Regions from separate parts of the Sus scrofa genome. Here region 1 is linked to region 2. The links are chromatin contacts, called in public HiChIP or PLAC-seq maps. All regions are on one chromosome and are shown on one strand. Each heading gives the region's core, a stretch centred on a gene start, on an enhancer-like site or on the middle of the called end of the contact. The rest is flanking DNA. Distances are from core to core; before and after follow the strand shown. Region 1 overlaps ELF4 (ETS-related transcription factor Elf-4). Region 2 has its middle 6.8 kb from the start of SASH3.

Region 1 (5,480 bases), core at 186-2,685, 270 kb after region 2:
ACCGGCCCGGGATTGTGAGTGTGGTGAGGCTACACCCAACACCCAAGGCTGATCCTAGTTTCTCCTTCTGCCTGAGCTGAGCTCGAGCCTGAAGCTAAGATGAAGAGGAGGGTGGGGTGGGGGGACTAGCTATCTTACTCTCTTGGCCAAAGCTAAGAACCCCCCCCATGGAACCTTCCAGTCCAGAAAGTTTCACCCTTCCCCCTTCAGATGTTTGAGGATTTGAAAGTGAGAGGTGGGGAGAGGCTCATTTGCATGTTCACTCACTCTCCCCCATGTCCCTCAAAATAACCTCCCTCTCCCAGGAACCTGAAACCCAAGAAGCCACCCGCACAGAAGGCCCGCCCTGCTGGAGGCTGGAGAGGCCCGCACAGGGGCTCCCCTCCCTGGCACCCGGACAGACGCCCTGGGACACCGATTCAGTGGCCTAGAGCCCTGGACACAGCCTTCTGGGTGAGCGGAGGGCTAGGGGAGGCCCACGAGGACGCTGGGCTCAAGGAATCGGGCACCGGGAGCCTTGGTGACTGGTGGTGCTGGCTTCCCCCCACCCCACCCCACCACTGCAGAGCTCGCAGCTGGCTCCAGTCAAAGTCCACTCCCAGGGTGGCAAGAGCTCCACTCCCTTTGAGGCCGCTGCAGTACCCCTGGCTCCCAGGGCCTGTCTGACTTGGGCTGAAAGCATAGCCTCTGTGAGAGCGTATGGCCCTGACTACCGTCTGTGAGCGTGTCTGTGTGTGTGTGTGTGTGTGTGTGTGTGTGTGTGTGTGTGTGTGTGTGTGTGTGTGCGTGCCACAGGAGGGAGCAAGTAAGTGAGGGCGCCCACACCCCCGGCCTACAAATGCACACCTCTGCTTCTCTGTGGTTGTGACTGCATTTCAAAACCCAAATAGCAAAATAGAAGTGGTTTGGGCTGTTCCTGCGTCACCACAGCTGGGCCCCCTTCAGCCGTGGACCCTTTCTGGGGCTGTCACTGGAACACGTCAAGCGGTATCCAGCACCCACCCATTTGGGCCTCCTCTACAGGAAGCAGCCCCTACGTGAAAGCCACGTCCACAGTCTCCGTGGAGCGAGCTTAGATCTACACCCGTTCAGCTGAGCCAATGGCTCTCACACAATCGCTAATCACACCCGTGGCATTTTCACACACGCCAGCAAACATGGGGGCCAGATGGTCAGCCGGGCCCACAAAGCAGAGTTCTCCAGTTCCTCGTCCCCTCCGAGCCAGCTCTCACTCCTGAAATACTCCGTCCTCCCTGAAACCTTTCTGGAATTCTCTGGAAAGGAAGTGACAATTTCCTTCATGCAATTTCCCACTCCCTCAACACCCCTCCCCCCACAACCACAAACAAAATGGAAACTACCCCAGGAACAGCTGTACCCTCTACTTAAAAACAGCCCCTCCTCCGGCTAATAGTCATCAGTAGCACATTTGCACGCTGTACCATGTGACCAGTGGCGCGTATTTAAGAGACAGAGGGCCAGACTCAGGGACCCAGTCTGCAGCCCTGGACAGGGCAGAAGTAACCCAGCAGGGAGTGTGGGACTCCCCTGCAACCTTGGCCCAATTAGGGCTGGACTCCAATCAGCCAACTGAACCGCCCTCGCTGAGCAAATGCCTAGCAAAGGGGCCCTGGCCACAGCTATTTTGTCAACTTCTTCTCTATTCCTGCCTTTCCATTACCCCCTCCATTTGAGACAAAATCAGGAAGAGGGAGGGAAAAAAATAAAGGTTTTGCAAGCTCTGTTGGTTGGGGTTTCTCTGAGCTTATTTACAAGAAACCCAGTTTCCTTCCTTGGCCTTCGGTCACTGCCTGATTCCAGCGTAAGGTCTGTCACGGCTCTGATGGTGGGGCAGGCCCAGGGCTCTTCTCCAAGTGGCCCCGCCCCGCCACCTCTTAGCTGCAGTCCTGCCTCTACCTTCCCAGGCGCAGAGCCGGCCCAGTGGAGGGGCGGTTAGGGCTGCAGGAGGTGGCGGGCCACAGGCACAGAGATGTCCCCTCCTCTTTCTCCAAGAGACCCATCAGCCCACCCATGGTGCTGGGGTGTGGGGAGGAGAAGGGAAGCCCTCTCTTGGCTGCATCCCAACAAGATGTGTGACCCCGGAGAAAGTCAGCCATCTTCTGGGCTGAGGTTTCCGTCACCCTTAAAGTGGGTGAGGGCCGAGGGGAATCCAGGCCCAGCAGATGCTCACCAGGGAGTCGCGGGTGAACGAAGATGGTGGCAGGAAAGTGCTTTGAAAATTAAAATGCACTCATTCAGATGATGGGTTCCGGGTGACCTCCCAGAGAGCAGTGGGGGCTGGGGACCCCATTAAAGCCCCAGATGCGCCCCGCCCCCGTGGTTCCAGAACATAGACAGGGTGGGCTGCAGGCTTCCAATTGTGGCCTTGGAAGGGGCTGGCTCCTCTCCCGGGTTGGAGGCCCTGCAGGGAGGGGCAGGCAGTGTGGTTGGAGGAGTGCTCCCAGTCCCCGGCCTCGCCACCTCCACCCCACCCCGGCCCTTTGGGTTGTGGTTATGTGGCAAGAAGAGCACGACAGAAGCCCCAGTAGGGGATGAGGGGTGGGGGAAAGGTTATGACAAAGGGAACTTATTTCCCCAGCTGCCCTAACTCCCAGGGCCCTGGCCTGAGAAAGCCAAAAGAGCGCCCCCTGGAGGTGCCTGTAGCCACCACACCCTCATCTGGGGCTCCAGGGACCAGGGGGAGGCAGTGGGGCACTAAGCTCTTCTGGGAAGCCAAGAACAAGTCAGTGACGGGGAGAACACGCTGCAGGACAGCAGGCAAAGCCAAGTCCAGGGCAGCCACCGAACCCAGCGGGGTGGGCTGCCAGCTACAACCTAGGGAGAAGATCCCCAGAAGGTCCTGCAGACCAAAAGGGCACGGGCTTCCCAGGGAGAAGATCCAGCTTTGCCTTGGGCTCTTCCTCTGTGAAATGGGGACATCCTCTCTAGCTCAAGGGGTTGTCGTGAAAGGCCAGTGAGTTAATGTAGGTGAAAGCTCTTGGTTAGGTCCCAAGCGTGTTTTTAGATTTCCTGGTCAGATTTGTGTCTTTTTGGCTGAGGTCACAAATTAAGCATTCAGGATATCTTTACTAGATGGACAGGAAGAAAGGGAAATGGAGGTGGTGCGACGAAACGGAGGTGGGGGGGACATAGGCAATAATTATCAAACTTACGGTAGAGAAGAGGAAACCAGCTTGACCATGGGGAGAGGGTGGGACTGCCCTCGGGGGCAGGGAGATCAGGGGGATAAGCTCAGAGACCAGGTGTCGGATTTTGAACCTCATATGGAAGCAACCGGGAGTTACTGTTGCTTCTTGAGCAAGGGAGGGGCATAAAGCACGCAGTTCTTTAGGAAGATGAGTTTGGTCTGCGTGTTCACATGAAGGAGATGGGAGGGGACCAGGTGGGGCAGCTAGAACCAAGGAGGCGACTCCTAGAGCCACCCTGAAGGAATAAAATGACAGAGTACGGGGTCACACAGTAGTTGGAGAGACGCCAAGATGTCAGCCTGTTCTTGCTGAAAGAATGGTACAAGATAGAGAATGATTGGGGTGGGAAATAGGGCAAGAAGATGAGCTCAGCTTGGACATTTTGAAGTTGGGATTATCTTAAAAACCCAAGATTAATGGTGGAAAACAGAGCCCAGAGAGTCATTTTGCTAGACATGCGCACACAGAAGGGGCCTCGACAGGCCTTCAGAGGCCTGAGAAGCAGGCCTGGCTGGGTGAGGCTGACATTCTGGACACTGTGGCAGAAAGCTGCACGTGCTGAATGAAAGATGCTTCGGATGGCACCGCCCCTGCCCCCACCCCATCCCAGGAAGGCCTGCCTGTTTCCACGGGGGAGTGGAGCCGGGAGGGAACAGACACACTGACCAGAAACTAATTAGATTCATTAGTGGGGTTTTTAGAAGCTGGGGCAATCTGTGACTGGGCACCAACAGGATATTAAGTCAGATAACTTTTATTGAAGGGACAGTGTTCTTTGTCGAGGCCCCTGCCAGCATGTGTCCTAGAAACCAATGTAGAGGCTCCCTGCTTGGATCTGGGGCTCCCCCAGGAGCGGCAGGGGGGCTGTGCTGGGTTTGAGACCCGAAGGGCTCTAGGTGCCCCTCCCAAATGTCCCCTTCCCCTACCGGCCACTTCCCCGGCGAGCAAAAGCAAGGGGCAGCCCAGCGTTCCGTGCACAGAGAGGCAGGTGCGAGAAAGGATGAGGTGGAAAGAGCCTATGGGGCCTGGTGAGCGAGGGTGGACAGGAGGGCAGCTTCAGTCCCTGAAGTCACCATGAGCTCCCAGGAATCCCCTTCCCCCTCCGCCACGAGTCCCAAAGGCTTTCCTTGCCTCAGTCTCGCGGAGAGCAAAGTTAAAAGGGACCTGAGAGATCATCGCATCCACCCTCCCTGTCATCCTCCCTGTCGCCAACCGAGTTCTCGAGGAAGGAGAAGTGACTTGATCAAGGTCACGCAGCTAGTGGCCGTGAGACCCAGGCGACTTTCTGCCCCCTCCTCATTTTCCCTCAGCAGCCTCGAAAATGTCAAGCCTTCAGAATGAACTTCTTGCAGAACAGATACTGACTCACAGACTTTGAAAAACATGGTTTCCAAAGGAGACAGTTCGGGGGCGGGGGGGGATGCGCTGGGGTTGTGGGATGGAAATCCTATAAAATTGGATTGTGATGATCATTGTGCTACTATAAATGTAAAAAATTCATTGAGTAATAAAAAATTAAAATAAATAAATCTATTTGGTTTCTCCAATTGAAAAACAAAACAAAACAAAACAAAAAGTCAAGTCAGACTTGACTTGAGTGAGAAGAGACAGCAGCCAAAGGCCCAGGGCTGGCAAAGAACGATGAGGCCCCACATGTGCAGAATCGCAATGACGTCCCCTCCGTCCCCACCTCCGTGCCTTTGTTCTCACTGTCCCCGAGGCCTGACATGGCCTTCCCCGATTTCTGTGGCTCCAACTGCTTCCTCCACACCTGACATAGTCCCCCGTCCTCCTTGTCCTCTTCCTAACACCTAAGCCTGACCTCTTAGATTGAAGCAGGGGGTCCGCCAAGTACGGCCCACGTGCCAAATCCAGCCTGCCGCCTGTTTCTCCTAAGGCTTAGATGGCTTTCACATTGTTTTACTAGTTCAGGGAAAAAATTCAAAAGAAATGTAACATTTCATGCTACAGGAGAATTATACGAAGGTGAGCTTTCAGGGTCCACAAAGAAAGTTTTATTGGAACGCAGCTATGCTCGCTCATTTATGTATTGTCTGTGGTGGTTTTTGCATCATCTGTTGAGTTGCTGTGACAGAGTTCACATGGGCCACAAAGCCTAAACTATTTACTACGTGGTCCTTTGCAGGAAAAGTTTGCTGACTCCTGGACTAAAGGCTTCACTCCCCTTCAGAGGGGACAGATTCATCAAGTTCCTTTTCGAAGAAGAATGTCACAGAGACTTGGAGGTGCCTGGAGGGAGGTGCCTGCAGG
Region 2 (5,587 bases), core at 1,359-3,858:
AAGCCATGTGGAAAACTCCCTTTTCCTAGGAGTTAGGGTTCTAGGATTCTTGTGCCAGCTGTGTGGCTTCGGTCAAGTCACTGCACCTCTCTGGTCTTCATGTGTAAACTACCTGGACCGCCTTTCTCATGAGGTTCTGGTGAGAGGCCTGTAAGATCCGGATGTGATAGCGCTCTGTAAGCCAGGAAGCCACACAGACAAGACATGAAAATATCTGCCTACCTTTGGAGGGAGACAAGGAAAAGTTTTGGGACCCAAATTTTACGTATAAATTGTCAAAATTTGACAGGTTTTGAGCAAGTATCTGATTTGTATTTTTCTAGCTATGCTCCCCAAAGCCTGAGGCTCCTCAGAAATGCCACAAGGCAGAAACCCACACAATGTTGTCGATCAACTGTAATTCACTTAAAACAAACAAACAAACAGCTGTATGGGCTTCCCATAAAATTGTATTGGAAATAATTACAGAGTCACCGTCTGGATGATTGACCTGTACAGTTGCTCAAGGCCTTGTGTTTAGAAGGGCCCCGCTCTTGGGAGTTCCCGTGATAGCTCCGTGGAAACGAATCTGACTAGCATCCATGAGGATGCAGGTTTGATCCCTGGCGCTCGCTCAGTGGGTTAAGGATCTGGCGTTACCGTAAGCTGTGGTATAGGTCGCAGATGCGGCTCAGATCTGGCATTGTTGTGGCTGTGGCGTCGGCTGGTAGCTGTAGCTCAGATTCAACCCTTAGCCTGGGAACCTCCATAAGCCTTGGGTGTGGCCCTAAAAAGACAAGAAAGAAAAAAAAAAAAACCGAGAAGGGAGCCACTACTTGATGTGCTGCTCTGCTGACATTGTCTTGAAATCTTGAAGAATTTCTTTTAACAAGGTGTCCCAAACTTTTGTTTTGCGATGGGCCCCACAAATTCCATAGCCAGTCCTGACAGGGAGCTCCATGACCGAATAAGCAAACAGAAAGCAGGTTCAATCCCTTCAGTGTCCAGACGGGGAAACTGCAGCAGCGGCCCAGAAAAAGGAAGGCACTTGCCCACGGTCACACTGCCCTTTGGGGGCCAGAGTGGGCATGAAACCCCCAGCATCCTGACTTGCTCCAGGCTGGCACCCCTCTGTCACTCCCTCACTGGCGCTCATGAGCAAATTTGAGGCCCCAGGAGACCTGCTGGAGGTCACACTGCTGTGACAGCAGTGGTGATGATGGGACAGAGCTACTTTTTTTTTTTTTTTTTTTTTTTTTTTTTTTTTTTGCTATTTCTTGGGCTGCTCCCGCGGCATATGGAGGTTCCCAGGCTAGGGGTCCAATCGGAGCTGTAGCCGCCAGCCTACACCACAGCCACAGCAACTCGGGATCTGAGCCGCGTCTGCGACCTACACCACAGCTCACAGCAACACCAGATCCTCAACCCACTGAGCAAGGGCAGGGACCGAACCCGAAACCTCATGGTTCCTAGTCGGATTCGTTAACCACTGCGCCACGACGGGAACTCCCTTTTTTTCTTTTTTTTTTTTTTTTTTGTCTTTTTAGGGCTGCACCCATGGCATAGGGAGGTTCCCAGGCTAGGGGTTTAATTGGAGCTGTTGCTGCCAGCCTACACCACAGCCACAGCAACACCAGATCTGAGCCACATCTTCGACCTACACCACAGCTCACAGCAACGCCGGATCTTTAACCCACAGAGCAAGGCCAGGGATGGAACCCACCACCTCATGGTTCCTAGTCGGATTCGTGAACCGCTGAGCCACGAGGGGAACTCCAGAGCTACATTTTTGACACTGTAAATCCTTTAAGGAGTGGGAAAGCCAGACCTGCGCATGTACATGAAGAGTCGAAATGGTTCGTTTTCAATATGATCACTCAGTCTTCTCTCATTTGCCCGCCAGTTGTTCCAACGGTTCCTGGGCTGGAACAGAAGGGGCGGGGCTGGCTACTCTTGACCCAGCTAAACCACGTCAGCAGTGAGTTTTACCAACTCACTGGGCACTTCCTCAAATCAGTGGTTGGCCACTCTTGGTGCCAAAAAAACAGACATATGAAAGATTCAATAGCGACTGCTTCCTCCTCTCTGTCCATCTCGGTCCAAGCTTCCCTCAGCTGGGAGTGGGCGGAGCTCCCTAGCCCTGGCCCCGCCCAGCCCACACTTGCCCTGAGACCGGCCCATCTCCTCACTTCCTTGTTTCTTTGTGAAACAGGAACTGAGCAAGCAGCTCTTGAGTGAGGTAGGATGCGTGGTTAAGAAAGCCCCAGTGGTCCTCAGTAAGGCTATGAGGCTAAAAAGCTAATTTCCTTCCCAGCGGGCCAAGCAGTCCCAGGCCCTCCTGCTTGTTGCACCCCCTGTGTCCGAGAATAGCTTGGGCTGAGGGACCCTGCTCTCCACAAGGTGGAGGGGACACACAGGGTATAGGCCACTGAATCAGGCAGCAGAGATTCAGCTGGCACCCAGAGGAGATGTAGAAGCAGGTGCCGAGGCAAGAGGAGAAACACCGGGTGGAATCTGGAGTGAACCAAACTTTCCAGGAGCTGGGCGCCAGGCCAAGGGCACGCGCCCTCTCTCTCTGCGTGTCATCTGGGTAACGCTGGTTACACTTAACACCCACAGGCAAACATGCACAAACATCACAGTCCTCCCTACCGTGCCACCCCTAAACAAGGCCCACATTATCATTGTCACTGCTGGCACTAGAGCTCATTGCTCAAGGTCATGCAGCCAGTAGGTGATGGGTGGCATTATGAGTCCAGTTCTATCTGACTCCATGTCTGGGAGATGTTCTCCTGCTCCTCCTCTCCCCTAGAGACCTAGACAGCTGTCCCCGAGGATGGCTCAGCGACCTTCGTCCTTGTAACCTTGAGACAGAGTCCTGGGAAAGCAGCCTGGTCCCTCCCAGTCTTCCATAGAAAGGCCTTCCGGTGAGTCCTGGGTGTGTTTTTATCTGAGCACCAAAGCCCAGCCTCCTCTTCTGAGGGTAACTGCCACAGCTGTCTGCAGGTGTTGTTTTGTTTTGTTTTGTTTTTAAACCAAGACCTTGTCACCTCCCACCAGCCCCTGCTGCCAGAGGCTCCCCAGGGTTCCCAGAGCTACAGGCTCCGTGTGTACGTCTGCGTGCGTGGGAATGGGTGCTTCCTGCCCTGGCCCCTTGCTCTCCTCTGCTCTTCTCCCAGGTGCACTTTTGCTCTCCTCACCCCCCAACCCTTGCCTAAAATGACCACCAGGAAATCTGGTAATGGGTCAGGCTACCAAGGTGGACTTCACCTTGGAAATGCCCGGGTGTTTTCAAGGGACTATGTGGTCTCTGTTTGAACATTTCTAGAAACAGGAAGATCCCTGCTTACCAGGGCTGAGCTAGTACCATCTGAATATCAAAAATGTCTTCCTTGCACTATTCACAATAGCCAAGACACAGAAACAACCTAAATGTCCAATAACAGATGAATGGATTAAGAAGAGGTGGTATACACACACACACACACACACACACACACATATATATACACACACACACACACACACACACACACACACAATGGAATACTACTCGGCCATAAAAAAAGAACAAAATACTGCTATTTGCAGCAACATGGAGGGAACTAGAGATTCTCATACTAAATGAAGTAAGTCAGAAAGAGAAAGACAAATACCATATGATATCACTTATATGTGGAATCTAAAATATGGCACAGGTGTTCCCATCGTGGCTCAGCAGTAACGAACCTGACTAGCATCCATGAGGATCAATTCCTGGCCTCACTCAGTGGGTTAAGGATCCGGCATTGTCATGAGCTGCAGTGTAGGTCACAGAGGTGGCTCGGATCCTGCATTGCTGTGGCTGTGGTATAGGCCGGCAGCTGCAGCTCCGATTGGACCCCTAGCCTGGGAACTTCCATATGCCGCGGGTGCAGCCCTAAATAAAATAAAATAAAATGTGGCACAAATGAACCTATCTGCAGAACAGAAACAGACTTGCAGACATGGACAGCAGATTTGTGCTTGCCAAGGGGAGGAGGAGGGAATAGGATGGACTGGGAGTTTGGGGTAATAGATGCAAAGCCTTACACTAAGAATGGGGAGTTCCTGTTGTGGCTCAGTGGTTAACGAATCCGACTACGAACCATGAGGTTTCGGGTTCGATCCCTGGCCTTGCCAATGGGTTAAGGATCTGGCGTTGCCATGAGCTGTGGTGTAGGTCGCAGACACAGCTCGGATCTCGAGTTGCTGTGGCTCTGGCATAGGCTGGCGGCTACAGCTCCGATTGGACCCCTAGCCTGGGAACCTCCCTATGCCGCAGGAGCAGCCCAAAAAATGGCAAAAAGACAAAAAAAAAAAAAAAAAAAAAAAAAAAAAGAATGGATAGGCAATATGGTCCTGCTCTAGAGCACAGGGAACTATGTCCAATCACTTATGATGGAACATGATGAAAGATAATATGAGGAAAAAAATATGACTAGGTCACTTTGCTGTACAGCAGAAATGGACAGAACAATGTAAATCAACCATAATAAAGAAATTTTTTAGGAGCTCCTTCGTGACTCAGTGGTTAACGAACCCGACTAGGATCCATGAGGAGGAAGGTTACATCCCTGGCCTCGCTCAGTGGGTTAAGGATCTGGCATTGCCATGAGCTGTGGTGTAGATCGAAGACCTGGTTCAGATCTCGAGTTGCTGTGGCTGTGGCGTAGGTCAGTAGCTGTAGGTCCAATTTGACCCCTAGCCTGGGAACCTCCATATTCCGCAGGTGTGGTTCTAAAAAACGCAAAAAAAAAAAAAAAAAAAAATTTTAAATGTCTTCCTTGGAACGAACCCAAATCTCCCATGGATCTGTTCTCCATCACTTCTGGCCACCCAGAATACATGCCCTTCCCCTCCCTACATGGCAACTGTTTAAAGTCAACTTGCAGCCCTCTGAGCCAGATATTACAGGCGGTGAGTACCAGCCCCCCAAGCTGACAAAGGCTCCCCATAGGTCGCCCCACTGAATCAACCCGAACTCTCCAGCTGTTGTATATATGGTGCCGCTTCCAGATGTCTCCCCATCCTCTTCACTCCCCTCTGCTTCAAGGTGGCCCTGTGCACCCCAGCCAAAGAAGGGGGTCAATTCTCTCACCTCCTCATTCAGGAACTCTGTATCAGAGGCACTTGAGCCTCGTGGTTAATAGCATGGGCCCTGAACCCAGACCAACCCTGTGTTTAAAACTCAGCTCCTGCACTCCCTAGCTGTGTCATCTTACACAGTTTGTTAAACCCCTCTGAGCTTTGGCTTCCTCCCTGGAAAATGAGGCTAATAAGAGTGCCCGCATCATGGGCTTGTTGTAAAGGCCCTCGCCTGCCACGCTGTTATTATTTTCAACTGAATGCGTGTGGGTGCAAGGAGAGGTGAGAATAAGAATCACTTGGGAAGTTTGCAAAATTTAGTTATCGTTTATCCCAACGCTTACTCTCTCAAAGCAAGATGGTAACCGCTCGAAGAGCAAGGGATGCCTTCATACAGGTCTAGGTCCCATCTGTCCCAAATATCCCACCCAGAATCATCTGCCAAATTAGAACCTCTTGCGGGGAGGTGCGGGTGGGGGCTGCCCTATATGAACGCAGCCTA

Evidence for each region. HiChIP or PLAC-seq counts read pairs in DNA pulled down with a chosen protein or histone mark.
Region 1: an H3K27ac HiChIP or PLAC-seq map of alveolar macrophages shows a contact between it and region 2. The contact joins two enhancer-like sites. A contact is called at or near these places in 1 of 5 promoter capture datasets (fetal skeletal muscle) and 1 of 2 datasets of contacts at active chromatin or transcription factors (alveolar macrophages).

The regions. Positions count from the first base shown.
Region 1 is chrX:106,637,041-106,642,520 of Sscrofa11.1, forward strand. The region is part of intron 1 of ELF4 (ETS-related transcription factor Elf-4); the gene reads right to left. Among named protein-coding and RNA genes, the nearest start is that of ELF4, 22 kb to the right of the region's middle. Within about 2 kb of position 1,436, at least 29 of the 83 cell types and tissues checked have an H3K27ac peak or open chromatin away from gene starts, as enhancers often do. A contact at or near this core is called in alveolar macrophages, where this site is marked.
Region 2 is chrX:106,364,238-106,369,824 of Sscrofa11.1, forward strand. No RefSeq gene overlaps it. Among named protein-coding and RNA genes, the nearest start is that of SASH3, 6.8 kb to the right of the region's middle. Within about 2 kb of position 2,609, at least 18 of the 83 cell types and tissues checked have an H3K27ac peak or open chromatin away from gene starts, as enhancers often do. A contact at or near this core is called in alveolar macrophages, where this site is marked.